Linked DNA regions of Pan troglodytes: regions 1, 2 and 4 are each linked to region 3. The links are chromatin contacts, called in public Hi-C maps. All regions are on one chromosome and are shown on one strand. The core of a region is the stretch at or near the end of the contact, and the rest is flanking DNA. Distances in the headings are between cores, read along the strand shown.

Region 1 (7,969 bases), core at 14-2,513, 330 kb before region 3:
CATCTTGCTTGGTTGTCCAGGCTGGAGTGCAGTGGCGTGATCTTCACTCACTTCAGCCTCAACCTCCTGGGCTCACACAATCCTCCTGCCTCAGCCTCCTAAGTAGTTGGGACTACAGGCACACACCACCAGCTTGTCATATCTTTCTCAGTGAATAAAGCAACCTGTTTTGTTCTCTTTAGTTCTTTTTACTTTGAGTTCTCGATGTTTAGGATATTGATATTGTTACGAGTTTGTTTCCTCCTTCCTTTCCTTCCTTTTTTTTTTTTGCTTCTTTCCTTCCCTCATTCCCTCTCTCCTTTTTTTCTGCTAGTATTTTACTCTCATATATTTTTTATTCCTATTTCTGCTTTAGGTGAAACTCACATAAATAGAATATAACTTGGCTTTTAAAAACAAAATGCTCAAAATAAGAGTTTGGTTTTTATTAGGAGATGTTAACCCATAATGCATGCTGATATATTTGGATTCCTGCATTTTTGTTTTCTTTCTGCATCCTTTTTTTTTGTACCCCCCCCCAGCAACATTTCTTGACCTTTGTTAAGAATGAGTTTTTCTCTTTGTTCCACATATTATTACTTTAATGGTTTGAAAGTTATACATTTTATTTCTATTATGTTGCTACCCCTAAGATTTTTGTTCTATTATGCATTTTGTTTCCAGTAAGAACAAAATTTTGCTACTGTTGTGAACATGGGAAATGTTTACATTGGCTGTAAATACTAGAGTTCCATTATAAAGCGCAATTTAAAGACTTCAGAATTCAGTAAAATGGTATAAATCCAAAAGGCATAACTACAATATTTTTAACTGCAATGCAATAACAGAATATGAACCTATGTTGTGTCCTATGATCTCTTGGACAGAGAAGCTTGGTTTTGTGATTAGCAGCAACAAATTCAACATAAACAGCTTCAATTTGCTTTAACCATCAGGTTAAAAAAAATTTAAGCTTACTGCAACCCTAAATATGGTTTCACAGTTTTAATACTTTCGGTACAACCATAACACGTAACATAGGATGTGATGTAGTAACGTAATTACTCTCACATTGGACTTAATCAGAAAGAATTTGCAGATTTTATTTTATTTATTAAAAAACCAGAAGGGAATATAGCTAAATGTTTAACATTAGTTAAAGCTGGGTGTTTGTGACATTTTTCGCTGTCCTTTTCTGTATCCTTGACGATTTCATCGTTTAAGATGAAATAATGCTTTCGGGCCCACCCTGATTTGTGGAGAGCAGCTGCCGCCCCCGCCACATCAAGGGGGCGGGCTCCAGCTGACTTCACAATCACTTCCGCCACAGCAGTCGCCGCCCGCCCCGCTGCTGTCTGGCGGGGGAGGAGCTCGGGACCGGGAGCAGTGGCTCTGGCGGTCGTGGCGGTCGGAGATCCGAGAGCTCTGCTTCTCTGAAAAGCGTGTGGCTTTCTGGACTTGGTGAGTGAAAGGCTGATTGTTTCCTCGATTCATCCGGGCGCTGGCGGTGGCGCGAGTGGCCGGGCGCGGGGCGAGTGGCCGGGCACGGGGGCGAGGATTTTGGGGGATTCCTGGGAACTGCTTTTCAGGTTCGCCCCTCGGGAAGGGGTGGGGCGGACGCGGGACCTGACTGCAGAGTGAGGCCCATGTCCTCCATCGGCCTGTTCTGGGGCCACATCCTCCGCTGCCGGAACCCCTTTGGTGTGGCGCGGTCCCCACTCGAGTGGCTTTCATCGCTATTGGGAGGGCAGTGGTGGTCGCGGCCCTCTCCCACTTCTCCCTGCCTCTCCTCCCCTCTCCTTCCTTCTTCCCTCCTCGGCCCCTTTGCGGAGCACTCCGTGGCCTTTCTTCCCATATTTTGCTGTTGTTTTGCCAAATGGTAAATGGTTAAGATTTTTAGGTAAAAATACTGTTCCCAGGGAAAAAATTGTAAGGAAAAAATAATTATTCTCAGGGAAGACTAGACCCACGCACGCCCTTTTCTTTCATTTTCCCTCTCCCCTGCCACATCGGTTGGGGTCTCCCGTTTGAGCTGATGGCCTTTTCCCACCTCTTTTTATGACATTGCGTCCCCCCTACCCCCCACCCCCCGTGTCTCGCGAGCACGCGCCCCCGCACAGAAGCCTTCCATTGCAGCCCCCTCCTTGCCCCTCCATCCTCAAGGTTCCAGTGCTTCCCCTCCCCCGCGCATGCGCAGGCACACGCAGCACACACCCTCTCACACACCCTCACACCCTCACACCCTCCCATGCCTTCCCCCTCCTCTATCCGCCTACCACATACACACCTCTAGCACCGGCCCCCTCCCTGCTCGGCCTCTGCGTGCTCTCGCGAACACATGCCTATTCACACACCCCCTCCGGCTGCCCTCCTTCTTCCTTCCTGTCATATACACACATAAGGACATCCTTCTATCGCTGGCCAGTGACATACATATGTAGCCACATGTGCTCATTCATACCCCCTTCTCAAATGCTCTCCTCTATTGCTCTGTCTGCCACGTGTGTCAGACACAGCTCTCTTTTGCTGGTCCCTGAGGTGCACACACTCGCACTCACATAAATCCTTCTACGGGGACACAACCTGCCTCCCTGCTTGCCATATCCACACAGGCAGGCATCGTTCTTTGATTGCCTGCCTCTGTTCCATCCACCTCAAGCACATCCCTCTCCAGTGCTGCGCACCCCCCACCCCCGCTTCCATTTGTGCCTGCTGCATTTGCTCACACTGACATTTCTCCATTGTTGCCTCCCATTTTGACTAACATACACACACACAAACTCTCAGACACTCCTCTCCATTGCCAACCATACACTCCTCTGCCTGTGACATACGCATAAACAAGGGCATCCTTCTGTAGTTTCAGCTGCCTCACATACAGCTACACACACAAACACCTTCCCTTTCCTCATACATACACGCACCCCTCTCCTCCAAAGCCACCCAACCCATGCCTGTCATTTTCCTACCCACATCCAGAATGGGTCTCATTCTAACACTCATACCCTTTCCCCCTACAAACGTAAACATCCCTCTGTTGCAGGATTGCTGGTCCCCTTCCACCTGTCCCTCTCCTCTTGATAGACAGACACATAGGCACTCGTGCACACACGGCGATCTGTATTTTCCACTCTATTCCAATTTGCATTTCTCCTGTATGTCTGCAGCACTCAGAAAAATGCAGACACCCCATAAAAAAAACTACAGCAGTCTTTCCTTTCCCCACGTTGCACAATTCCACAGTACTTCACCCACCTTCCAAGCGTCCAGTCACCCCCCAACCTTCCGTCAGATTCTCCTCTAAGTCTGGCTTTCCTGCAAACCCAGTCTTGTAATCATTTTGCCAACATTAAAAATGTGTTCCAGGTCTACACCTGACAGTCACTGGAATGCTACTCCAGGCCTTAGAAGAAAGTGAAACTAATTTTAAAGGCCCCTTATTCTTTCTGTTACCTGCCTGCTGAAGTGAAAATAAATCTCCCTGCTCCTTTATTCTAAACTGATTTTACTTTCCCATCTCAAAAACGTGTGCAGGGAGCAGGAGCCCTCCTACCCGAGCCCCAGCTGTATTGGAAACCCTCCTAAGTCAGAGTGATGGGTCAGGAATCTAGCAAGCCTGTATGGCCCAATCCAACAGGAGGGTATCAGTCCAATACAGGTAGGAGGTATGGAAGAAGGCATGCTTATGTCAGTTTCAGGCCACCCACGAGCCAGCGGGAAAGGATTGCCAGCCGGAGAAAGACGAACTCCGAAGTCCCAATGCACAGATCAGCCCCCAGTCAAACCACCAAGAGGAGCCGATCGCCATTTTCCACTACTCGTCGTAGTTGGGACGACAGCGAGAGTTCGGGAACCAACCTGAATATTGATAATGAGGACTATTCCAGGTATCCGCCAAGAGAGTACAGAGCTTCGGGTAGCAGAAGAGGAATGGCCTATGGACATATTGACTCTTATGGGGCAGATGATAGTGAGGAGGAGGGGGCTGGGCCTGTTGAGCGACCGCCAGTGAGAGGGAAAACTGGCAAGTTTAAAGATGATAAGCTGTATGACCCAGAGAAAGGGGCAAGGTCTTTGGCTGGGCCACCTCCACATTTCTCTAGTTTTAGCCGTGATGTGAGAGAGGAGCGAGACAAGTTAGACCCAGTCCCTGCAGCAAGATGCTCAGCTAGCAGAGCTGACTTCCTGCCACAAAGTAGTGTGGCCTCACAGTCGTCTTCTGAAGGCAAGCTGGCTACAAAAGGTGACAGCTCGGAGAGGGAGAGAAGGGAGCAAAATTTACCTGCACGTCCCAGCAGGGCTCCTGTGAGTATTTGTGGTGGTGGGGAAAACACCTCAAAGAGTGCAGAGGAACCTGTGGTCAGGCCCAAAATCAGAAACCTGGCAAGTCCAAACTGCGTGAAACCAAAAATTTTTTTTGATACTGATGATGATGACGATATGCCACACAGTACTTCCAGGTGGAGGGATACCGCCAATGACAATGAAGTCCACTCGGATGGCCTGGCAAGAAGAGGGAGAGGCGAGAGTTCAAGTGGCTATCCCGAGCCAAAGTACCCTGAAGACAAACGGGAAGCGAGGAGTGACCAAGTGAAACCAGAAAAGGTGCCGAGACGACGACGCACCATGGCCGACCCTGACTTCTGGACGCACAGTGATGATTACTACAAATACTGCGACGAAGACTCTGACAGTGACAAAGAGTGGATTGCTGCTCTGCGTCGGAAATATCGAAGCCGAGAGCAAACCCTGTCCTCCAGTGGCGAAAGCTGGGAGACTCTGCCGGGGAAAGAAGAGCGGGAACCTCCACAGGCTAAGGTGAATGCCAGCACTGGCACCAGCCCTGGCCCCGGTGCTAGTGCCAGTGCCGGGGCTGGCGCCGGGGCCAGTGCCGGCAGCAATGGCAGCAATTACCTTGAAGAAGTTCGAGAACCATCTCTTCAGGAAGAGCAGGCATCCCTGGAAGAAGGAGAAATTCCTTGGCTCCAGTACCATGAGAATGACAGTAGCAGTGAGGGGGATAATGATTCTGGTCACGAGTTGATGCAACCTGGGGTATTCATGCTGGATGGAAACAACAACCTTGAAGATGACTCCAGTGTAAGCGAAGACCTAGAAGTGGATTGGAGCCTCTTTGATGGATTTGCAGATGGGTTAGGAGTGGCTGAAGCCATTTCCTATGTGGATCCTCAGTTCCTCACCTACATGGCACTTGAAGAACGCCTGGCCCAGGCAATGGAAACTGCCCTTGCGCACTTGGAGTCTCTCGCAGTGGATGTAGAGGTGGCCAATCCACCAGCAAGCAAGGAGAGCATTGACGCTCTTCCCGAGATCCTGGTCACTGAAGATCATGGCGCAGTTGGTCAGGAGATGTGCTGCCCCATCTGCTGTAGCGAATATGTGAAGGGGGAGGTGGCAACTGAGCTGCCGTGCCACCACTATTTCCACAAGCCGTGTGTGTCCATCTGGCTTCAGAAGTCAGGCACCTGCCCCGTGTGCCGCTGCATGTTCCCTCCCCCACTCTAAAGACCAAGGCCGTTTACTCCTGGTCTGATTATTTTCCCCATCTGAAATCCACAATACTGCAGGAGCCCTCTTGAAATTAACAATGGAAATAAAACCAATCAGTCAGTTAGCCTAAACCTATTGATTCCTCGTGATTATTTCCAATGTGAAAACAGTTGTGTATGATTGCATTAAAAATCATATCATCTTTTAGAGGTTAGAAAAGGGAAAACTAAACTTTCTAAATGCTACTTGAGATTGCAGTAAGAAGATACGTTTTCTAACCTGAAAGTTAAATCGCATTTGTTTTCTTCAGTAGAATGTGTTGCTGTTACTTGTAACGTCAAGTTTATCTGTTAAATATGTCCAAAAGGCAAAATCATTTTTGTTGCATGTTATGGGTCGATGTTCCTGTAATTGCAGTGCCGTAAAAGCTTATTAAAGTTGTTCTTTTGGTTTTACATGGTATAATGGAATTTTTTGGTTTTGTCTGAAGCAGTGGTACTGAATGACTTTATAATTGATCCCTTGCATTTGCATCAAAAGCTTTAGTTTCACTGGAAATGCTGCCTTCAACAATTGCAAAAAAAAAAAAAAAAAAAATGAGGGTAGTGACTTTAAAAGTAGGAATAAAGTGTATGGTTGTCCAACTACTGCAGGGGAAAAGGTCAAATAGATGAAGAAGGAAGAAAAGAAAGAAGGAAAGAAAGAAACAATAAGAAAGCATGGTAAAGAAACAAAACAATGGTAGGATTAAGTCCAAACTGAATGTAGGGATGAATGAGTTAAAATCACCTTTGAGAAAATAGTAACTCTTAGAGGGAATGGGTCCAAAAAAATAAAGCTATATGCCAATTTTATAGCTTAACACAGTGACACAGATAGGAATTGAAAAAATATGCCACACAAGTGCTACAGGAAAATACAGGTACTCACCTACACAGAGTGAACAGGTTTTAACATTTGGCTGTATTTGCTTCAGAGATGTCTCTGTCTGTCTGTCTCTCTCTCTCTCTCTCTCTCCCCCCCCTCACCACCCCTCTCTTCTCTCTCTCTCCAATAAATAATTTTTTTTTAGGCACAGGTGAAGTTCCTCAGCCCCTAATATTTACCTTCTTTCTTACACAGAGGTAAGCACTACCCAGAAAATGGTGTGTTTACTTCTTGTCTATGTCTTTAGACATATATATGAGTGTGTGTTTGTATGTATATGTGTATATAAATATTCACAATCAAAAAGTATTAATGTTTTTTAAATGGATATAACCGATAGACTGTATATATCATTTTGCAACTTGAATTTTAGATTCAACAGTGTTTTGGAGACAGCCATTTCGATACATATGGATCTAGTTCATGCAGTTTAACTGCTGTATACAAAATATTTAATTGTATGAATTACCACACCTTATTTATCCATTTCCCTACTGGTGAACACTTAGGTTCTTCCCAGCATTTTGCAGCAATGAACATACTAAACAGATGTGCTTTTGTGCACATGTGTGAAGTTCTCTAGAGGTAAGTATATGGAAGTGAAATTTCTGGGTCCTAGGGTTTGAGCATCTTCACCCCAACTAGATATTGCCAAATTGCTTTCCAAAGTCATTGTACTTGTTCATGCTCCTACTAACAGTTTCTGAGTGCTATTTCTGCACATCTCCAACAGGCTGGATGTTGTTCATGTTCAACCTGACTCATAATCGGTGACATGTAATTTAACACACCAATGAAACATATTACATCTATCAGAAGCCAATAGCTTTTCTTCGTGATAATATCTAGTTTGGGCTAGGAAGAGATGAAATGAGAAGACTCATGGGGTTGGTGTGCATATAAACTATAGCAGTCTTTTTGGAGAACAGTTTGGGTAGTAGCTATCTATCAACATATTCAAATGGTGCATGTCCTTCAGCCCAACCTGGGTTCCTTGCTAGTATGGAATTAAAACTATGCAGCAGTTAAAAGTTGGATGTACTGACATGAAAAGATCTCCAAGACAGTGTTAAGTAAAGAAAGCATAGTGTAGAGCAACATGTACAGTGTTTGTGTAAAATAAAGCCTTACAAAACCAAACTTTATATGAAAATGCTTAAGAATGTCTGGAAGGCGACATGCCTAACTGATGGCAGGGGTTACCTCTAGGGAGGGACGGAGGATTGGGGGAAAGCAGTCAGGAAGGAGACTTTTGTTTTTCACTTGAAATAATGAATTTGCTTCATATTGTTTACAGTGTCAGTGCATTTTCATGAATATTATTACAACAAAATAAGCAAAATCAAAAATTTTTCCAATTTAGAAAAAGCAAGATGTCATTCTTCTTCTCTCACTGCAAGTACAGAAACGTGGGTTGAAACTGCAGCTCTTTTTTCTGCAACTGGTCAAGCTGATATTTATGACTTCATCCCTCACAAGTCATTCTAGGTTTCCCCTTGGCCTTCAGCCAGCACCTCAGCTGGTTATGGAGGCTCAGGAGTCTGAGTCCTTG
Region 2 (6,919 bases), core at 2,293-4,792, 300 kb before region 3:
CATGCGTCTCTAGTCCCAGCTACTTGGGAGGCTGAGACAGGAGAATGGCTTGAACCCGTGAGGCAGAGGTTGCAGTGAGCCGAGATCGCACCACTGCACTCCAGCCTGGGCAACAGAGCGAGATTCCATCTCAAAAAAAAAAAAAAAAAAAAGACTAGGAGGGGCCCTGCTAGCTCTGGCTGATGATGACCCAGGGCCCCACCTGCTGTGCCCCATTGTGCCAGGCCTCCCAATCCCACTAGCGGTGCCCAAGGGCTCAGTTCCTTTTCTCAAGGCACTGTCCTTTGAAACCTTCCCCACACAGCCAGCCACACCAAGTCAGCCAGGGCTGTGTGGTGGGCTCAGGCCCAGGCCATTGTGATGACAATGGCAAAGCGTGACAGAGCTCATTCATTCATTTATCTAATAATCATAGATTGCCACCCACAGGGTGTCAGGCAATGTCCAATCTCATAAAGCCCAAGAGACTTATCAAACTCATAGCTCTTTGCTTGGGGACCTCTGCCTGGCCTCTCTCCAGCTCAGCAATTTCTTCCCCAAGCTCTAGAGAGGCTGCCCCCCGCTTCCATCCCTTGCCTACCTCCAGTCTAGACTAATGTCCAATGGCCCCCGAACTGACATTTTCTGGATGGCTGCCAGGCTACTCTTCCAGGACCTCATCCCAGCTTTGTCAGAATGGGGCTCCAGCCCCTCCACTCCTGAGCTTACCTTGCGTGGGCTATTTAGCCCTTGTCTCCTGTTCCCTCTCCAAACACTAGAGAGTCTTCCCCTTGCTTTGCTCTATCCAAGGTGTGGCTGAGCCCCACGTCTCCCAGCCGGAGCCTTCTGGATCCAGTCTACATTCATACAACTCCCCCAACCCCCGCCCCACACACCCCTCCCTGTCTCCTCTGCCCCAGCACCTTCTCTGTGCAGCTGTGGGTAGTCATATCAACAAAGGGAGACCCAGGGCAGCCAGCGGGGAGGGGCCTGTGAATCAGTGTGGGTGCGCCTGTGTGAGGGGATGGTGAGGAGGGGATGGGATGGGCAGTTGCAGGCGAGTGGGCGAATGGGGATGGTGGAGTGTGTATCTGGGGACAGCCAGCTGGGGTATGTGTCAGAGTGAATGGGCTGGTGTGTGGCTCCATGTGTGACCCTCCCAGCAGCCGTCAACCTGCATTAGCACACACACGGGTGAGCCTGTACGTGTATGCAGGAGGCAGCAGGGTACAGGGGACAGTGGGAAAATATTGGCTGTGCAGGCAGAAGAGGTTTCTGGTCTTCAGTCTTATGCCAGGTTTCTCACTCCCTGCCCCCTCTCTGGGACTCAGTTTCTTCATCTGTAACCTGAGAGGGTTGAATTGGAGATGTCTAAGGGCTTATTGGAGCTGTAGCATGCTGTAGTTCCTTGATGTTCTATGGACTAAGGAAGGCTCAGAAATGCTTCCTTTAGGGCCGGGCGCGGTGGCTTACGCCTGTAATCACAGCACTTCGGGAGGCCGAGGTGGGCAGATCACCTGAGGTCAAGAGTTCGAGACCAGCCTGGCCAACATGGTGAAACCCTGTCTCTACTAAAAATACAAAAATTAGCCGGGCGTGGTGGCAGGTGCCTGTAACTCCAGCTACTTGGGAGGATGAGGCAGGAGAATCACTTGAACCTGGGAGGTGAAGCTCGCAGTGAGCTGAGATCGTGCCATTGCACGCTAGCCTGGGTGACAGAGTGAGACTGTGTCAAAAAAAAAATTGCTTCCTTTATGAAGGAGGAGGACATGAGGGAAAGGCAGGCAGAGTCACCTCTGAAACATCCATGAAACTTTCTTTATTCCTTTGCAAATCTTGGACTCTCCTCCTTGTACTTTTGTCTTCCTAGAACCAATGTAAGGGCAGAAGTGGAGGAGGGTGGGGCTCTGTCTGAGAAGCCTCCCCTAGTTAAGGAGGGGTGGGGTCCTGGGCCAAAAGAAGGTACCCACGGGTGCTGTGTGTTCCCAAACACAAACAGGAGGCTTCTGGGAAGAGTGCAAGGGGCCCATATCTACTGAGTCACCACCATCGTTTCTCTATACGAGGGCCTTGAGGGCAGCAGAGATCTGGTGGGAGGTTAGCTGTCCCTTGAGGCTGCAAGTGCTGAGCAAACACTGTATACGCTCAGAGGATGTGTGTTACAGATACATAAAAAGAGGAAAGTTTTCTGAAGATAACTTTATAAACATTTTACACAGGATTTTAACTATGCATTTATTTTTAATGTTATTATAATTAATAATATATAATAATAATGTGTAAAATGTGAATAAAAGGAAGTCTTGGGGAAGTGGTGGAAAATTATAGGAAGCTAAAATCTCTCACACTACCTTTGTTATCACCACTGTTGATCTGGATTTTAATCCTGACCTTACTATTAGCTTCCCTGGATGACCTTGAGCAACTGGCTCCCCTTTCCTGTGCCTCAGTTTGCCCATCTATCCGATGCTGGAGGATGGGGCAAGTGGTTTCCACTATCTTCAGGGGCCTACCTAATCAGCTCTCATGTGCAACAATTCCAAGGTTCTCACAAGACCTTGAGCTGTGGAGGAGCTGAGTAAGGGAAGGTCAATTCCATTCATGCTCCAGTGAAAACAAGAGGCTGGGCTTGCAAACTCAGGCAGGGAAGCACACTTTCTAAGCCTTGATTTGCGATCAGAGAGGTGAAGGGACTTGCCCAAGGTCACAGAGCAAGTGGGTGTCAGAGCCAGGCCCAGGCCAGGTCTTCTGGATCCCAGTCCAGTACTCCTCCATTGTCCCCACCCAGACACAACTAATTTATCTCAGGGGGCTCCAGGAAAATGGTTGGGAACTAAGAGAGCTCTCAAGATCCACAGCTGGGTCTGAGAAGGTTAAATTCCCAGCTGGAAGCATTCAGCGAGGCTTCCAGAAACCGGGCAGTCCTTACAACTTGCAAATAAGTACTTTAGGCCACAGGAAATGATCCCAGACCACAAGGCCCAGGGATTGCACCAGAAGAACAGTCCTGCCTGCGTGTCAGCCAGCGTGTGGGAGAGGCAGCCTGGGGTGGGGGTGGAAGGAGACATCCTGCAGACCCCTGGGTTAGGCCCAGCTCTATGAGTTGCTAGCCCAGGGGCCTTGGGCAAGGCTTTCCCCTCCCCCAGCCCCATTTGAGAACTGATAATAATAGAAGCTCCTAGCGGGGTTGCTACGAGGAGTAACTGGCCTGGTGGATGTGCAAAGGCATTGCAAACTGTAAAATGCCGCTCACGCCTGAGGGACTGTTCTTAGAATTGCTGCTTGTACACATGACCTCTGGGTAACTTGGGAGGAGGTAGCCCTGGATGTGCCATGTTCCATGGCTAGCGCCTCCCGTTTGGGGAAAGTGGGGGAAAGGGAGATGCGGTGGGGAGAGGAGGTGAATGGGTGCGTCCTTGGGGTGGGGAAGAGTGGGAGCTGCGGGCCCGGGCAGCGGCCTTTCATGCGGGGGCTGAATGGCGGGGTCCCGAGGCAGAGCTGAGGCCCGTTGGCCAGGAATGCCGTTCCACAAAGCCGCCACACATCGCTGAGCCCGCCATGACCACAGCCGCGCACGGGGGACCCGGGGGACGGGGCGGGGCTTCTGGTCTTTTCTCTGGGAAGAATCTCCTTCCAAGAGGGTCCCGGCTAGAACACAGGATTTCCATTTCAATGCTCCCTGGCAAGCTGCCCTCCCCCGAAATCGGCTGAAGGCTCACGGAAAAGCCTTTAAAAACACAGTAATTACAAACAATTCCTCGGCTTCTCCTGATTTCCCTCCACGCGGCACTGGGGGCGGGGCGGGGCCAGGCTGGCCTGGGGACGGGGAGGGGAGGGGTCATCTCCTCGCGGCTGCGGAGTTGTATGTGAAAGCAGCGGCTAGCCAGCCCCAAGCACTGACCCAAGTGAGCCAGTACTTGGGCTCCTGCTTCCTTCTGGGTGCCCTAAGGCCGGCCTAGCTGGGTCTGGGTGGTGGGAGGCAGCTATGAAAGCCGAGAGCAGGCGCCTGGGAAAATGCACCGTGACTCCAGGAAGCCTGTTGTAAATGGAGCCAGAACAGGAACTTCAGGGAGCATTGTCGGCCCTCCACCGCCTGGGCCTGGACCCCAGGTGTTGGCCCCCAACTCTGCCCTACCCGGCCCTCCTGCTGCTGCTGAGCCCACGTAGCCAAGCCCCTACCGCCCACAGCCATGGGGGCCAGAGTTAGGTGTGTGTGAACGGTGGGTCTATTCCTTAACGGCCACCTCTGGCCTCCCAAGAAGGGAGAGGGATAGCAGGTAATGTTTTCTGAGCTCTCCGAGCCCAACAAAGCCCTTTGCAAGGACTCTGGACAGTTCTGGCTGAATCTGGGGGACAGCCTAGGGCATCTTGGCTGAAGACTGGCTTGCACACAGCTATCCTTACAAGCAGGGCCCCACCTCAGGAGGGGTCATTTTATGCCTTTAGGAAGCTGAATGAAAGGAACCCCATTAATCTGTTCCAACTGGCCTCAACTAATGTCTTTGTTCACGAAGGGGATGTGATGCCCTGGGAGAAGAGGGACACTATTTCATGCCTCTCGGGCCTTTGTCTGATAATAACAATGCTCACCAACACTCAGAGCATGTACCCTTTGCCAGAAGCATTTGACATGTAGTCACTTATTTAATCCCAACCGTACGTGTGCTGAAGAAACCAAGGCACAGAGAAGTGAAGTGACTTGCTGAGGGTCACATAGCTAGTAGATAAAGCTGGGCTTAGAACCCAGGTGGTATGGCTCCAGAGTCTTCATCACTGGCTCTGCCATCTAATCTGTGAGAACAATAATAATGACTCTATTAGTGCCAGCTCCTGTGTCAGCCATTTTACACACATACTCGCATGTGGCCATTCACAACGATTCTGTCAGATAGACTTCATTGTCTCCATCCTACAAATGAGGCAGCAAAAACTTGGAGGGTTTATGTGACTTTCTTAAGGCCCTACAGTTGGTAAGGGGCAGAGATGGCATTTCAAAACCCAGCTCTGCCTAATTCTTGACAGGCAGGCTTTCCTTGAACACCTTTGCCACTGTTTCAAACAAGCTTTCCACGAGTTAAGCTGCAGTGTGGTATCTGTTGGGTGCTTAGGACAGACCAGGCATTTGTTTCATTTTACGTATATCATCTCTTTTGAGACTTACGCCTACCATGTGAGGGTGGGGGTGTTATTCCATTTGCAGATGGGAACCCTGAGTCTGAGAGACCTTCTCTCTCGCCTGTCCTCTCTCTAGGTTGGGCCACACCCAGCATTCACATCCCTTTTCTTTGGGGGAATAACTTCCCCAGCCACAGTCTCAGAATCCTCAGGCTTCCTGCTGGAAGGAAGGGGCTTGCTGCAGACTTTATGCATTGACTAAATGTTGGAGTCCCAGCTCTGCCACTTCTGGGTGACTTGCGGCAGTTCACTGCCCTGTCTGGGGCATGATTACCACATCCCAGGTGCGTGAGGCTGATCAAATGACGAGATGAGATGCAAAAACATTTTGTAAACTCTGGAGAACTATATAAAGGTGAGCAGGGGCTCTGAGATGAAGGTTTCCATCTCTAGCATTCTGGCATGACCTCATTGCACACGTGTCCAACACATGCATTGGCATCAACATTGAAACACACATACCAGCACCAGTAGGCTTCAGACAGATGGGTGGGAAGGGAGGGGATTGTCCTTGCTCCTGAGTTGTCTCTCCTCTAGGCAGAGCATCCACTAGTTCTTTAATCTTTCCTTCTAGGACAAGATTTCAAGACTCCCCTCCCCCAAGGAGTTAGATAAAGTAGAAAGATCATGGGGTTCGGAATCCTGCAGATCTGGGTTTAAACCCACGTTTTGCTAATTTCTAGCTGTGCGATCTTGGAAAATTGCCTTTACCTCTCTGAGCCTCAATTTCTTCATCTGCAAAATGGACATGATAATATTATGGTACTGATCTCAGGCTAGTCTGAGGCCCATATGAAAAGTCATGGGCTAGGTGCTAGAGATGCAAATATGGGTAGACTTCAGTCCTGGATATCAAGTAGCAAGGGAGAAAGGTCAAGCAGCAGGCAGATGGTCTCAAGTGTTGTGATAGAAGTTAGCCAGGGCTCTAGAGTCCCAGAAGGAGCCAGAAGAGGAGCACGTAGTCTCAGAGGAGGGTGTGGCTTCACAGATACGGTATTGTCTGCACTGGTTCTTAAAGGGGAATAATAAATAGTGGTTAACACTATACAGTGCTTCATGTGTGTCAGGCACTGTTGTAAGTGCTTTACATGCATGATCTAATTTATTCCCTTGTAAGAGAAATACAACCTTAAGAGGTAAAAACAGTCTTCACCCCCATTTTACAGATAGGGAAACTGAGGCCCAGAGAGGATAAGTGACTTTCCTGGTTAGGCAGTCAGGGCCCTGAGCCCACACTCTCAACCACTCCACCAAGCTGCCTGTGTGAGTAGAAGTTTGCCAGCAGAAGAGTAAGGTGAGACTACAGAGCATAGCATGAAAGCACAATCCCTTCCAGGGCTGGGAGGTGGGATAGGTGAGCAGGGGCCAGATCTCAAGGGCCTGTGCGCCAGGCTCAGGAACTTAGACTCTCCTCTGGGGGCAGTGGGGAGTCACTGACAGATTTGAATTGGAGAATTACATGCTCAGATTTGTCTGCAGGAAAGGTCTAAGTGGCTGTAGTGTGGAGGCTGGTCCGAGGAGGACGCACTCTGGTGGCAGAGAAATGATAAAGGCCTGGATTCCGGCCGTGTTTGTAGGGATGGAATGCTTGGGATGGATTCCAGAGCTATTAAGGAGGTAAAATTGGCAGGTCACAGTAACTAATTAGATGTGAGGAGCAAGGGAGAGGGAGGAGCAAAGGTTTCTAGCCAGGAACTTGGGTGGATGGTAGGGTTACCCCTGGAGAAACAAAACTGAAATGAAGTGTGGTGTGGGTCTGGAGCAA
Region 3 (7,113 bases), core at 1,036-3,535:
GGGTTGGGGGGGAGGCGGCGGGGGGCAGCAAGAGTGGACAGGAAGAAATTTGAGATACAGGAATCAGTGATCACGGATGGAGCAGGTCAAAGCTCCCCAGTTTCCTGCTAAGTGGGGTTGTTCGCACATTGCTGGGACCTCCAGAAAACTGAGAGGAAGGGCAATTTTGACCCTTGGTTCCAACCTGAGTCCTGGATGCCAAAAGAGAAGAAGGTCCAGAGGTCACTACAACAGCCCCAGCGACTTCCCACTAAAAGCCCAGAAACCACTGAGCCACCGCCCTGAAAGGTGTGCGTGTTGTTTGGAGGGGTTGTGTGTGTGGTGGTGGTGGGGTAGTTGTGCAGGGGAAGGAGAAGAAAAGAAAGGATGTCCTTTATATAGCTGCCCACCCCCCGCCCCAACCCCTTGGGGAAAACTAAGCACAGCTCCCCAATCTGGGGGACAGACTCGGGGGCCAAGGGGACCTGCCTGGGCAGGAATCGCTCCTTCTCCACCCACCTCCCTCAACAGCTCGGCCGCCACTCTCCGCCCTGGCGGGCCCTTGAAGCTCTGTTACCGGCTCCATTGGACCCCTGACGGGCACTGGTTCGAACCCCCACTACCCAACGACCACTCTCCCACTCCGCCCCTCTCCACCCGCTGCCTTTGTGAGCCTGGGAGCAGCGCCCGCCTTTCTACCGCTCCGGCAGGGAGAAAGGAGGGGCGGGGGGCAAAAAGAGACAGCAAAGCAAAAAGCCAGGGAGGAAAACAGGGAAGAAAGAGAAATGAAAATGGGAGAAGCCCGAGTGGGGATGTTGGCGCTGCCACCCACCCCAAGCGCCGGGTCCCGCTCTGTGTTCCCTCCACAGCTACGCAAAGGAGGAACCCGTGTTCTGGCCTCGTCTTTCGCCCGAGTCAAGCTCGCTCCTGGAGCGGCTCTCGGCGAAAATCACCACGTTCCCAGGGGCCCCGGAGGGAGCTGCGTTCTCGCCTCCACTCAGTTCTCCGGTGCGCTCTCGGGCGCCCCGACTCCCCAGCTCCGCCTGTGCGACCACCTCGACTTGATCCAAGACGTGCAGAGGCAGGGGCTGGGAAGCCCAGGGGGTCACAACCCAGCCAAGTGCCCCTACCCCACCCCGCCGCACCCTGCTCCATCCGCCTGCCCGCAGGAAAACACTCGAAAAAGCCGGAGACAAAATGAGGCGCCGCTCCTCCTCCGAAGACCTCCCCACATGCACTCCGGGGCGTGCGGCCTCACCCTGAAGGAGTGCCTCCCACCCCAGCGTCCAGAGGAGATAAGTTACTCACTTGGGGTTGAGGGAGCTCCAGGATACGGGCTCCAGGTTCTTGGCCAGCGGTGTGGCGAGCCGGCACAGCGCCCACACGACCATCGCCACAAGCCACTTGCCGAGCCAACGCTGCCCAGGCCGAGCCATCTTCCCGGGGGCAGACTGCACTTCGGGATCCCTTGGCGCCTCCTCAGCAAAGCTCGCCTCGCCTTCCTCTGCTGCGCTGCGCTCGGAGCCGCTCAGGCGCCCATCCTCCGCAGCCGCCGGCCTTGAAGTGCTCCCCTCCCGCCGGCTTCGGTGTCGCTCTTCTCCGCCCGGCCGGCCAGGAGGACTCACTGGGCAGCCGCCCCCAACCCGGGCATGGGCTTCGGCCCCCGAGGGCTCGTTCTCCTGGGCTCTCCGCTGCCGCACGAGGCGCGACGGGGGCTCTGCGCCCCCGGGTGATCCCGCCCGATTCCGCTCGACTTCCCGAGACGGTTCGGGGCTGCGCGCCCTCTCCCCGACGGGGTCTTCCCGCAGAGGTCTCGGTGACCGCCCCGACGCCTCGACCGTCCCGGGATCGCTGTCCCTTGGAAGAAGTGGGGGTTTCCCCACAACACAAGCTCGGTCCCCGGGCTCCCGACTGGGCCGCCCTGGCACGGGCTCCGTTCCTCCGGGCCACACTGGGACTCCGGGCTACGCGCCCCCGGACAGCTTCTACTTCAGCGCGGGCCCTGCTCAGTGTACTTAGAAGAGCGGGGAGATGCTGCCGAGCGAGCCAGTCCCATTAGTTTGCGCCCCCGAAGCCTCGGCCGGATAGCCCGGCAGCCTCGCGTCGCCGAGTCCTGGCTCCCGGGCGATCGAGCCGGAGGGTCTGCGGCCAGCGCGAGCCTCACAAACCTCCCACTGCTGTCCAGCTCGCATAGACTCCCTCCGCTGCCGCTGTGCTGTCTACTCCCTTGCTCAGGCGAACGCAAGGCCAACCCTGCTCTCTTAGCCAATAGCAAGCTCAGTGGCGGGGTCCTTGCCCCATACCACGCCCCCAGAGCAGGAAGGGGGCGGGGTTTCAGGGAGCTCTTAAGGACGCCGCGCGCCCGATGGCACCAATCTGAGTGTGCGGCTCGTGCGGTTAGGGTTGGGTCCCGCTCAGTCCTGTTCCCAGAGAGCTCAACCCGTGGGAAGTTGGCACTCTCAAGAGCTGCCGGCCTGCTCTCCTCTCCACGCGTCTGGTCAACACCCCAGCACACTGACCCTGTCCCAAGTACCCCAGGGAAGTATTTCCATTCTCTTTTTACACACAGGACCCCTGAAGTCCTGCTCTGTGCCCACCTCCGTGTCAAGGACAGCCTGTCTGCTCCTCGTCCAGTCCCACGTAAGGCTTTGGTGGGCTTTCCTCCTCTCGCCCTCAAAATGCACTGTCTGCTTGCACTTGGACCCAGAGTCAGGAACATAAAAGTGAGAGCAGTGGGAGGGGGACACTGGTGAGGGTCCAGTACTTGATTGGGGTTGGAGGTGGGGCGGGGAGCAGGGTGGGGTGTGGTGGGGAGAGAAGGCGTGTTCATCGCCCCTGGGGACCAGGCCTTCGGAATCTCAGCTTTCTGGGGGAGCCTTGTGGGACCTCTGGAGCCAAGATTTAGTCTTGTCCTGTCCGAAGGCGCGGGCAAGGTCCCGGGATAGGCAAGCGGGGATGAGAGGGCACGTCGATAAAGAAAGACACCTCGAGGGCAAAGAGGAAAAAGCACAGGGCATGAGACTTTTGAAAAAGCAAAAGCGGGCATCCTGGCCCGGAGAAGCCGGACTCCAGCCTGTCCCGGCCTCGCCATCTGGGTCTTTGTCTCCCAGCCCTGGCCCATTCTTCCCGCCCCGCCTTGCCTCTTTGCTTATAACTTGGCTCGATCCCATAGCTCAGACCCTCCAGGTCCGACCCACTCTCGCTGGTCGGACCCTAGAGGACGTACCCACGTGCTAATGTCTCCCCCTGCTGGACTTCCATAGCACTGCGGGCGCCTGGGATAAACCCGGAGCTTGCCATAGCACAAGACCTGGGACAGGCGTAGCCTTGGCAAAAACCGCCACCCTGTATGGGGAGGAAGGGAAAGAACTAGAAGGATATCTGAGTTTGGGGTAGGCTTAGGGACTGCCAAGAATACAAGGTCTCCCCACTTTTTCTTTATGGAGATAATTAGATGAGCAACATTCCCAAAGTGCTCCACCATTCACACAGTTTCCTGTCCATCATCTCGCTTAATAGGTGACTGAGCTACTGCGTTTCTCAGTGGATCCTCTGATGATCTTTGTGGCTGTAGAGGTGGGAATAGCCCAGATTTTGTCTTTTTATTTTCTCCCAAATAGAGGAGAAAATAGGGAAAATCTGGGCCCTTCCCACTTCCAGGGGCAGCCCTTGAGGGTGAAGTGGCTCTGGGTAGGCAGGGAAAGAAGGAGCTGTTTGGGGTCTCTGAGCTCTCAGCTGGACCCTGCATTGGGGTGTAAGGAAGGAGAGATGAGATGAATAGGGTGTAGGGACACACCAGTAGTCTAGCTGGGAGACTGGGATCCCTGGAGTGCATGCTAGGACATCAAAACCTGAATACAGAAAGCAGCCTGCTGCTTACTGAGTGCCTACTATTGTCAAGAACCAAGTTAGATGCTTTTCCTTTCATAACCTTTTGAAATGAGTTTCAGTATCCCCATTTTACCTACAGGGGAAAGTAAGGCTCAGAGAGAAGTGACCCATCTGAGATCACCAAGCTGATCAGTGGTGAAAGCAGGATTTGACTCCTGGGACATCTGTCTCCAAAGCCTGTGGCCATTCCCCTGTACCATACGGGCTCAAATTCCCAGCCAATCCTTGCTTCTTTGCTTCTTTTGTTCATTCCTGGTTAAGGCTGGGTCATGCATGGACAGCAGCAGCCTGGGGCTGGCCAGGACTCTTCCCTCACTGTCCTTCAAGAGGTTGCCAGGCCTGGAAAGTTCATCTATATTCCTGGCCATAGCCCAGAGTTCTTCTCATCTAAGACCACCACTGCCAACCCTAGAGCCAGCCTCGATTCTTCCTCCCCACAGCCAGCATGCCCAGTGTCCCACAGGAGGAGAGCCCAAGGCCAGGTGGGGGATGGGGAGATGAGGCTATGCGGCCAGTCTTGGGAAACATGGGGAGACAAGCAGTTCCTGAGTGTGCCAGCACCTAATCCCGGTGGGCAGGGTGGCAGAGGAAATGAGGAGAAGACTCTTTATGTCCAGACCTGCTCCACATGCTACTTATCCCTGCTCACAGCACAGCCTTTCTGCCTCAACCTGCCCACACCAGCTACAGGGGCCTCAGGAGCAGAGCTGAGCCTGCTCCCTGCCATGGCTAGGCCAGTGATTCCAGGTTCCCACCTCCTGCCCCACCCTGGCGGGGCCTCAGATGTAATGATTCAGGCCCCCGAGGTAGGGAAAAATTACTCCCAAGGGAGCCTGAGAGGAAGTCAGGATCTGTGAGCAATGGGGGCCCTCTCATCCAAGCCCTCCCTATACCATTGGCAGTCACTCCCCACCCATTTCTCCCAGGTTACTGTGTCATTACAAACACGTCCACGCACGTGCTCACACACACACACACACACACACAACTATCAGGTTTCAAGTCCACCAGCATTTCCTGAGCAGTGCCTCTGTGCTGACCTCCGAGCAGGGCCATCCCTGTTGACACAAAGAGCAGCTCCAACAAGCCCTGCCCACAAGGAACACCAAACACTGATACCTGTATGTGAGGGATCCTGGACCCAGAGATGCAGGAGAACATCTGGCAGCTGCAGGAAGCCTCGGGCATCGTGCAGCCCTGGGAGAGCAGAGCTGCTCCTTCTGAGCTCAGCTTCCCACACCCATGAGCAGCAGGGAGGTATAAACTTCAGAGCCACAGAGTTCCCTGCTTATGAACTGTGTCTCCTTGGGCAAGTCAGTTCACCTCTGTGTGCCTCAGTTACTTGTCTGTAACCTAGAGGTCGTCCCTCATTCACAGAGCCGTGGTGAGGGGTGAATGAGACAATGCATGTGAAGGGCTTAGTATCATGCCTGGCCCACTGTGGTACTTACTAAATGGAAACTCTTACTCTTCTGCAGAGCCTCCCACAGAGACACTCTCATCCCCAGTCACACACGTTCTCACCTGTTCACACATGCTTTGTGTGGCACATGCACATTTTTTATCTCCTCTCATATTCTCACACACTTGTACATATACGCACACAAACTCTCATTCTTTCTCACCTATCCATTTATTCAGCAGAAGGTGGCAGGACCGGGTACTGTCCTCGTGGAATTTAAAATCTAGCCCCCAGAGTTTCTCATGTTCACTATCATCTACACACGTGTATGAACATGCACACACCTTTCTATTTCTGTGGCCCTTGTCCTTGACTTCTCCCTGCCTGCCTTGCACTCTGAGACACAGAGAGGTGAAGTAACTCACCTAAGGCCACCCAGCCAGGAAGTGGAAAAGTCAGGATGTAAACTAGGCCACACTGATATACCAAGGCTGTGGAAAGGAGTGTGTGCCAAGGTGTGGGCCTGGGAAAGCCAGCAGGCCCAGCCAGAGCTAACAGTTAGAAAAGCAGACTGAAGGGTCAGGGAGCAAGGATCCTAACTTGAGGTCCAAGGCATTGCCAACTGGGACAACCCAGTGGGGCTAGCAACCCTCTCTCTTGTCTGCAGTCATCTCTAGCCTGCCCCATGCCTCCTGTCTTCCTCCTAGAAGACCTACTACCTGTACCTGCACATCTCACATACACCGGCACCTATTCCCTACAAGGAGAGGGAGAGCTACCATTTATTAAACACCTACTGTATGCCAGGCAGTGTGGCTGGGTGCTTTCACCTGGTGCTCTATTATGTTTGTTTAATCTTCACAACATCCCTGAGGTTGATATTGATAGACCTGTTTTAGAGATGAGAAAACTAAGGCTGCAGGCTCAATCTGGCTGCATCCTCTGCTCCACCAACCTCAGTCTGCAAAGTGCTCTTTTGCTCAGCCAGCTTATTCCCACCACCCCCTTCTCTGCTGTCCTTCCCTCTGCCCACACTTGCCTCCTAGCTGAGACCAGCTGGGATCTATGCTGATCTTGGGTTGCCCTTTCTCTTCAATGAATACTTTGCTTTTTTCCAATTCACCCTATCTGTAGGTCAGTCTCTGGGCAAGCCTGGGGTGGGGCCTGAGACTTCCCACTCTTCCTCCTTTCCCCACGTGGCTGCATCATACCCCAGGGCTAGGTGAGATCTAGCCTCAGGCGGGTAAGATCTGGAAGTCTGTTTTCACTGCACCCACGAGAGTTCCCAGTGGCTGGGGAAGAAGGGGGTGGTCCCAAAGGCCAAAGGTTCAGCCAGACTCTCTCCCCAGCCCTTCCCTGTCCCTGCCCCAGCTGCATGCCTGGTTTATGGGTATTTGCACTGAGATCATCTTGATCTGCCAGATGCTAGCCTGTGTCAGGTTGATGGCAGAATGGCACTAGGGATGGGAGGAGCCCCTCTCTCCCTCAGATGGGTCTGGTCCCCCTCCCTCCTTCTCTCTTTATCTCCTCCTCATACCCCTTACCCCTACCCTGGACTCCTAGACATCTGTCCCAAAGCCTCAAGCTCCATACAGGCAAATGACCTGCCCCCCTGTCCCTGTAAGAGCCTGAAATAGGGCATCTGAGAGCCAGAGCATGACTTGGTGTGCATAACAGGTGGACAAGCCTCTGAAGGGCAGCTGGGACCCTGGGCCCTCAGAGGCCTCATCTTCAGAAACCCCTGCCCTGCTGGGTTTCACTGATCTAGGCTCAGTTTCCTCCAGTAGTGCCCCTGTCCTCTGCTCTCCAGCCCAGCAGGAGGCAGCCTAGGTAAGGGTAAG
Region 4 (7,659 bases), core at 322-2,821, 440 kb before region 3:
AGGGTTCAGGCCACAGCCTGACTCCTTTTTTTCCTTCTGCTCTCTGGAAAGGCAAAGGGAATGGTTTCCCTGAGCACCCACCCAACCCCAGTGTGTGTGTGTCTGTGTGTGTGTGTCTCTGTGTATCTCTGTGTGTGTGTGTGTGTGCCATTGCACTTCCTTCCACAAGGCCTGCCTTCCAGCTGCTTCCAGCTGTGGCCACCCCCCCCAGTCCATTGTGAGGCCAAGATCCTGGCTCCCCACTGCTAGAGCTGAGGCCCCAGCTGGTGACAGGACAGTGCAGCTGGTTCAAGCCTCTGTGGGCAGTCCTGAGTCAGAAGAGACAGAGGGAACAGGGGAAGGTCGCCACGGGCAGCTGGGCCCACTGAACAGAGGAGCGGGAAGGGTGACGGGACAGTGGCAGGAGAAGAGAGCACTGCTCTGACACCCAATAGACCTGGATAGCAATCCTGCCTCTGACGTGGGACCTTGGGAAAGTCATTTCACTTCTCTGAGCCTCAGTGTCTGCCTCTGTTTCCGTTCCCTGGAAGTATTCTCTGAGGTTTCAATGACATGATGCCTGGAAAGCACCCAGCGTGCTACTTGACACATACTAAGCACACAGCAAAGGGCAACCGCCTCGCTCGGAATAAACGAACACTTCTCTATCTCAACAAGGAGATACAAAAGCAGAGATACCCACAGCAGACTTTATTCTCGGAATGTCTTCCCTTGAAGGCTTGGAATAGGGGAGCTCCCACTCTGCAGAGACAGGAAGATGATCCAGAGAGCCTGGGGGCTTCCTTGTCCTATCTAAACTGTATGCTTCAGAACTCAGTGGAAATAAATCAAGTTCAGGTTTGGGAAACCAGGGGTATCAGGACTTCTAACTTGTGCCTCAGGGGCCCAACGTCAGGACCCCTCCCTGCACTCTCACTGGACCCTTTCTCCCCCACTCTTTCCCAGGTCCTCCGGCTCACCTCTGCCAAGTGGGAATAAACACGCCTGCACTACATTCTATGGGGTGGGAGAGGTGGAGAAGGGAATGTCAGCAAAGAGGAGGTGACAGGCAGGGCTGTGTGCAGGGAACGGGGGAGGGGCCCTCAGCCAGTCCCAGGAAAGGTGTGAGTGAAATGGAAGAAGCTGTTCCTTTGGGGCTCTGTCCTCCCCAGTCCCCAGCAAGAATGAGGGGAGGGGAAGCAGGCCCAAAGGGGCTTGAGGCCATCCCTAAATTTGGTATTTAGGCCTCTCAGTGTGGTTTTCCTGCTCCAGAAAATGTTAATTTACTGCAGTTTGAAAAATGATCAAGCCAGGGCTGGGACTCAGCAGCTGGTGCAAGGGAGAGAGAAATCTCTTTTTGTTCTGTGGGGAATTGGGCTGCAGCCCCCACCCCCACCCTGCTCCCATGTGGGGCCATCCTTCTCCCAGTGTCGAATGTCCACAGGCTCCTCCCAGGAGCGGCCTGCCTTCTTCGGGCGCTGAACTGCGCCAACATTTATCAAAAGCCTCGAAGCTTCTGAGCGAAAGAGGTGTGTGGGGAGGTATGAAAGCCAGCCCCGGTTGGGGGCGGGGTCCCAGGCTGAGCCTATCCCAGGCCTGATGATTCTCAGCAGCCTTTGGGGGTCCGCGGCAGAGGGCCGAGCTAGGAAGGGAGGCCTGCAGTGGGGCAGCTGGCTAGAAGCAGTGTGGGAGCCTCCCCTCCTCTTCCTGGGTCTTGTCAAGCTATGTCTCACCTGCCTGGCTGCCCCCTCACCTCTATTGTTCAGCCAGACAAAAGATGATTATGGAAAAACAGCCTGCCTCCAGCAGGCAGGCTCTACAAATCAACAAATCCCCAAAGTTGCTGCTGCTGCTGCCTGGTTGGGGCCCACTGAGCCCAGCTGGACTAGACAGGCCAGTTTCTAGAGCTCCCCGTGCTCATTCCACAGCCACCACTGGCAGGGAGCACCATTGTTGTACCTCACGGGGACAGTTCTCTCTCTGAGCTCCAGGGGCATGGACATCATTCTGTGGAGCCTCTGCTCCCACAAGGGAGTGTTCCAACGTGGCCGCTTCTTCCAGGTCATCATGGCTGGCCAGCCTTGCCATCTCTCCTGCCCCATGCCATTTCACACTCCATTCGTCAGCAAGCACTTGTTGATATTGACGATGTGCAGTGCACCAGGCTAGGTGCTAGGACACAAAGGTGAGCAAGGCACAGGCCCTGCCCCAGAGGAGGTTCTAGAAGGCGAAACAGACACATACAGAGATAAGAGGGAAAGTGTCTTCAGAGGGGTATGGACAACTCAGTTCACTACCTTCGTCACCCTCACTAACCACTTACATCTTCATCAACCTCACATCCATCTACCTTCCTCACCTTCATTTCCACCTCCCCACCACCACCACCACTTCCCTCTCCTCTTCTCCTTACACTGTGGCCACCAACATCAACCCTAACACTATAATTGTCATCACCGTTTTCTCTGTCATTGTGAGTTTTAATTCCTCATCCCTGCAAATCCATTCCCTGCTCTCTAGGAATTCAGAGCCTGAAACTGACATGCCAACAGGGCACAACTATTAAGACAATCTTTTTAAAACCTTTGCATGAATGTATAGGAAAGTATTTACGTGGTAGTCTCCAGTTCAAGCAACCTCTTGGGGGCTTATGGAATCTCTCAGGTCTGGTTGGAGGTTTTCAGTGAGATTCAGATTGGCTCCTGGCCTACAAAAAGTTCTTCATTCTGTCTCTCTGTTCCAGTGGGTCAGCATTAACCCTTCTGGAGGCTGAGGGCCAAGGAGCCAAAGAAATCTAACCTAGGGACTAAGGGTGGTGCCTGTCTGCATTTTAGCTGGAACCTGCCAGCAGCTTGCTAGTTTGGAATTCTCAGCATTCCTGCCAAGCCCAGGCTTGGCTCAGGTGCCACCCATCCTGGCCTGGCTGACAATAGATGAAAAGGGTCATAAACTCAAGAACTCCAGACGAAGCACCACTTTGCTAAGTCACAGTGCCTCCACACTGTCACACCTGCTATGAGGAGACCCAGTCCCCAGCTAATGCTCTAATCCAGTGGTTTTCCAAGTAGGTCTACACATGAGCAGCATCACTCCCTCCCCAACCTCCCCTGCTGTGCACCTTATTGGAAATGCAAGCTCTTGGCTCCTCCATGGCAGATCCACTGAATCAGAAACTCTGGGGTAGGACCTAGCAATCTGTGCTTTAATGAGCCTTCTTGATGATTCTGATGCATCTAGAGTTTGAGAACCAGTGGTAGAAAGAGGGCAATGGACTCAGGCCAACCAGGATTTAAATTCCAGCTCTGCCATTACTAGCTGTGTAACCTAGGACAGGCTGGTAAACCTCCATAAGCCTCGGTTTCCTCATCTGCAAAATGGAGATCATAGCACCTGGCTACCTGAAAATTGCATTACTTTTGATTTGATGTAAGGAAAAAACAAACAGGTCATGAACAATTACAACTGAAGCTGCTGGTCCCCAGAGTTATTAAAGAAGAGTCCAGGGGACCACACTGTGGAGTGAGTGAGTGCACGGTGTATGAGCCAGGAGTCCTGTTTGGCTGGGACACAAGGTGTCTACTGTATGTCTGACTTCTTGGTTACCCCTGCCAAATCTATCATGTGTCACACATTTCAAACCTCCATCCGTGCCTTGAACTGGCTGTTTCCTCTGTCCGGAATTACTTATTCCTAGAGCCCATGCAAATTATTTCTTTCCTGTGGAGTTTTCTGAATCACTTAGGAATTGCACTCAGTGCAAGAAACTGAACCCAAAAAAGTCTAGCTTAGACACACAAGGGTTTATAGTCTCAGATACCAGACGCCTGGAGATAGGCAGTTCAGAGATGGCACAGTGGCACTGTGGAGTCATCAAGATCTCACCTCCTCCATCTCTCTGCTCTAACATCCTAGTACCAGCTTCATTTTCGAGGTCTTGTCAGGGTTCAAGATGGCTGCTGGAGCTCCAGTCATCACATCACCATTTTGGCAACAGAAAAGGGAAAGGGCACATATCCTAGCTATCAATAATTTCCTTTTAGGCAGCAGCTCCAGAAGTCCCATGTGACATTTGCTTTTACATTTTATTGCTCAGAATGTAGTCACATGGTCACATCTAGTTGTAAGAGAGGCTAGAAAATATAATCTTTCAGCTAGGCATTGCCATGGTAGGTAAAATTTGAGCTTTGTTACTCAGAGAGAAGGGAAGAGTAGGTATTGAATGATAACTGTCAGAGCAGTCTCTGTGACAGCTCCCCTTCTCCTCCCAGAAGTGCTGATCATCAGCTGGGCTCCTATAGCGCTGTGCTGTCTCCTCCATTACAACATTTAGTGCTCTGCTCTGCAATCTAGCACCTAGCTTCATTAAGTCCACTGAGCAGGAGGGAGCGCCGCAAGTACTGCTCTGTTCAGCCTAGCTCAAAAGAAAGGCTTGAGTGGCAGTGCTGGTGAGCAGGTGGCAAGCTAGAGGGTACAGAGCATTGCAAAGGGCGTTGGCTTTAGAGCCATCCTCAAGTTCAAATTGTAGCCCTGCTATACAGCGACTCCGTAACCTCAGCCACTAGTAGCAATGACCTTTGAGCACTTGCTATACACCAGCCAAGTTGTTTCTACATATTATCTCATTTAATCTATTTAATCGGTATGATTATCATCTCCAATTCAGAGCTGAGAAAACTGGGAGTTAAGTGACTTGTTCAAGATCCCCTATCAACAAAGATGTAGAGCCACGCTTCAAATCTGGTGGTCTGAGCCAGAGCCCAAGCTCTTAGCCACTGCACAGCAGAGCATCTCTGTAAACCTTGCCACCCCCTCAAGTTCCTTATTGGTGAGGTGGGTATGATTGTCCCTGCTTCACAGGCTTGTGTTAGGGATTTAATGTCATCATCTATGTGAAAGTGCCTCCCATTTTGCCTGGTGCAATAAACGTTCTTCTTCTCTTCTTCCACTTCTGACAAGGGCCCTGTGCTGGCTCCCCGTGGCAGGCTCTTTGGAAGCCAGGGTTGCTTGCCTTCCCACTCCTTTCTTCCTGTCAGTGTCATGGTTCTCTGAGCAAGAGGATCTGCTCACCTCTGCGTCAAGACAGAGTTATTGTCACAGGCACCCTCCACCCAGGGAACAACCTTACACTGTGGTGGTTCCTGCCTCTAAGAGGAGCTGCCCCTGGTGGAGGGATGTGGGGACCTCCTGTTCTGAGAAGAGGTAAACCTCATGTTTCATTTTAGGACAGATGGAGGCCAGAGAGGGGCTGTGACCTGTGCCAGGTCACGTAGTGGGTCAGTGGCAGGGTGGGGTTTCAAACTAGAAATGAACAGTGCTCTCAACACATCTCTTCCCCTCTCAGGGCCACCCATTTCCTGAGAACCTCAAATTGCTTGGTCTTGAATGAACCCTCAGCTGGGATTTGCTGACATTTCCCATCCTATTGGTGTTTGATTTAGGCTCATGGTCACCTCCTCCAGGAAGCCAACATCTCCCTTTCCTCTATGGTGCCACTCACATGGCTAGTCTGCCTTCTGCTTTCATGCTGACCACATTGTATGTAACAGGATCATTTTCCTACCAACTGGGAGCTCTGGGAGGGCAGGGACTATGTTTCATGGAGCACTGCTTCCATGGGATTCAGCCTTGAGCCCATCCCAAAGTCGGTGCTTGACAAATGCTCAATGAGAGAAGAACTAAATGAGTGAAGAACAAGTAAGTGACTGACTATGTGCACTGCTTCTCTACGCCAGGGCCCTAGGGGGCTGTGTGGGTAGTAACAGCCCGAGGCTGGCAGACCAGAAAAGTGCTTTTCCCTGGAGTCACAAGAACAGGGGAACAGGGAAGAGACAAAGCAACATCACAGGAAAGCTAATTCCCCATGGCATTAATAGCCCACGTTTTGCTGCAGGAGAGAGGCGAGTGGCAAAACAGGTGTGTGAGCAGATAATACAATCTTCCTCCCTAACACCCATGTTGCTGAGCCAGGGAGCAGGCAGCCAGGAGATTAAAGCCCTGGCGTTTCCTAACAGTGCCAATCAATATTTATTATAACAGGAGGCAGAGATTGCTATCAGCAAGCATACAAGAGAGAATAGATATATAGATATGTGTGTGTGTGTGTGTGTAAATGCAAGGCATAACTTATTGTTCCTACTTAGATGCAAGGGAAGCAAATAACAACAACAATAATAATGACAATAATAATATAAGACAGCCTTGGAAAAGGATCTTTGTTAATTTCTTGTGCTGAGAAGATAGCTCCTTTGGCAAGACGCTCACTTAGTCTCCATGTGTCCACCCCGCTGAGGTTTTGATGTTCCACTTTCATCAAGAATATTGAGCATGAAATCCCAACATTATGTGGGCTGTCTGGTGACAGCTGATGAAGAGATGGAGTCTGGAGCGGAAGAGTGCCAGGGATGCCTGCCTCCACTGCCCAGGGACAAAGCGCTGGCTTAATTGGGCCCCTGGGAACAGTGACAGCCCAAGGGAGCAAAGCAGGGGACATCTGGGCCCTCTGCCACCCATCACCATTTGAGGCCCAACTTAGCGGCGAGGTTGGGGGTTTGAGGGAGGCTGAGGGTGCATCACTCTTGAGGGCAGTGGAGAGTTGGGGATTCCAGTGCTGTTGACCTTGGCAGGAAGGGCAGACCAACACATGCCCAGGCTCTTGAGCTTAGTGAATGAGGATGCTGGGAGCTGTGAGATTTGCCTTGTAGCTGCAAATTCTGAGCTCCAAAAACTGGCTCACAGAGCTTCCTGCACTGGCCATGGGAACTCTCTTAGCCAGTACTGCTGCCTCAGGACCAAACCTGAGGCTTTTCTAGAGGAGCCGGGCCTGGGCTCTCCATACCACTAAGGTTTGCAGTGTCCTTGAAGGGCATCAAGTCCATGTTTGAGCTTTCAGGCCCTACTCCGTCTGTCCAGTCCTAGACTTAAGAGGGCTCAAGTCATCCTTGGCTTAAAGATGTCTCAGGGTGCTGTTCACAGCTGGCAACATGGACATTTCCTGGTGGCTTGATAGGAATGCAGAAGCTCAGGCCCATAACTACTGAATTGAAATCCTCATTCAAACAAAATCCCCAGGTGATTTCTCTTTACATTAAAGTTGGAGAAGCCCTGCTCTAGATGACTAGATTTTAGCCTCAGCTGCACATTATAATCCCTTGGGGATCCATTTGAAAATGCTGATACCTGGGCCATATCCCTGCCTGAAAAAATGCAAGTCTCTGGGAATGGGGCCTGAGTACAGGTACTTTGAAACAGCTCCCCTCTGATTCTAATGTGCAGCTGAGCTTGAACACCCCAGGGCCAGAGAGCATTCTATGGGCACTCATCAGATGCATCCCAGGCTTCGGAGTCAGGCAGTCCTTCCAGGTGTCTAACCCACAGACCTCCTTTTGTGATTCTAACCCATAGGCTCTTCCTCAGTCAGGAGAGAGAGGGAATTGAAATACATCCTCTCTCTAAGAACCATTCTGAGGCCTACAGGGCATTCACATGCATGATCACCATTCCTCCTGTGGACTCATTTCTGTAACAAGCCCTGGTGGATTTAGCAGAGAATCAAAAGAACAGGGAAGCCTTGCACCCCCAGAGCTTACCTTGCTCTCATGTTCAAAGAGTACTGACCTCCCAGCCAGGGGCTGCCCACACCCTTGGGTGCTCTCCCACCTGGGAGCACGGCAAGCCAAGTGT

What was found. Hi-C and Micro-C count contacts between places; a contact is called where the count stands out from the background.
Region 1: a contact with region 3 is called in a Hi-C map of stem cell-derived neural progenitor cells, with 7 times the contacts expected there. The contact joins the promoter of PJA1 here to the promoter of EFNB1 in region 3. A contact is called at or near these places in 1 of 7 Hi-C or Micro-C datasets (stem cell-derived neural progenitor cells) and 1 of 1 datasets of contacts at active chromatin or transcription factors (stem cell-derived excitatory neurons).
Region 2: a contact with region 3 is called in a Hi-C map of stem cell-derived neural progenitor cells, with 6 times the contacts expected there. The contact joins the enhancer-like site here to the promoter of EFNB1 in region 3. A contact is called at or near these places in 1 of 7 Hi-C or Micro-C datasets (stem cell-derived neural progenitor cells) and 1 of 1 datasets of contacts at active chromatin or transcription factors (stem cell-derived excitatory neurons).
Region 4: a contact with region 3 is called in a Hi-C map of induced pluripotent stem cells, with 4 times the contacts expected there. The contact joins the enhancer-like site here to the promoter of EFNB1 in region 3. A contact is called at or near these places in 4 of 7 Hi-C or Micro-C datasets (blood, induced pluripotent stem cells and stem cell-derived neural progenitor cells), 1 of 1 datasets of contacts at active chromatin or transcription factors (stem cell-derived excitatory neurons) and 1 of 1 other capture datasets (stem cell-derived neural stem cells).

The regions. Positions count from the first base shown.
Region 1 is chrX:66,919,214-66,927,182 of NHGRI_mPanTro3-v2.0_pri, reverse strand. PJA1 (praja ring finger ubiquitin ligase 1) reads left to right here and starts at 1,263. Exons shown (of 2, transcript XM_016943939.3): 1 at 1,263-1,440; 2 at 3,672-5,945. The coding sequence starts at 3,739. The coding sequence ends at 5,505.
Region 2 is chrX:66,894,199-66,901,117 of NHGRI_mPanTro3-v2.0_pri, reverse strand. No RefSeq gene overlaps it. Among named protein-coding and RNA genes, the nearest start is that of PJA1, 28 kb to the left of the region's middle. Within about 2 kb of position 3,542, at least 8 of the 24 cell types and tissues checked have an H3K27ac peak or open chromatin away from gene starts, as enhancers often do. A contact at or near this core is called in stem cell-derived excitatory neurons and stem cell-derived neural progenitor cells, where this site is marked.
Region 3 is chrX:66,590,842-66,597,954 of NHGRI_mPanTro3-v2.0_pri, reverse strand. EFNB1 (ephrin B1) reads right to left here and starts at 2,285. Exons shown (of 5, transcript XM_016943922.2): 1 at 1,288-2,285. The coding sequence starts at 1,415.
Region 4 is chrX:67,033,528-67,041,186 of NHGRI_mPanTro3-v2.0_pri, reverse strand. No RefSeq gene overlaps it. Among named protein-coding and RNA genes, the nearest start is that of PJA1, 110 kb to the right of the region's middle. Within about 2 kb of position 1,571, at least 3 of the 24 cell types and tissues checked have an H3K27ac peak or open chromatin away from gene starts, as enhancers often do. A contact at or near this core is called in induced pluripotent stem cells, where this site is marked.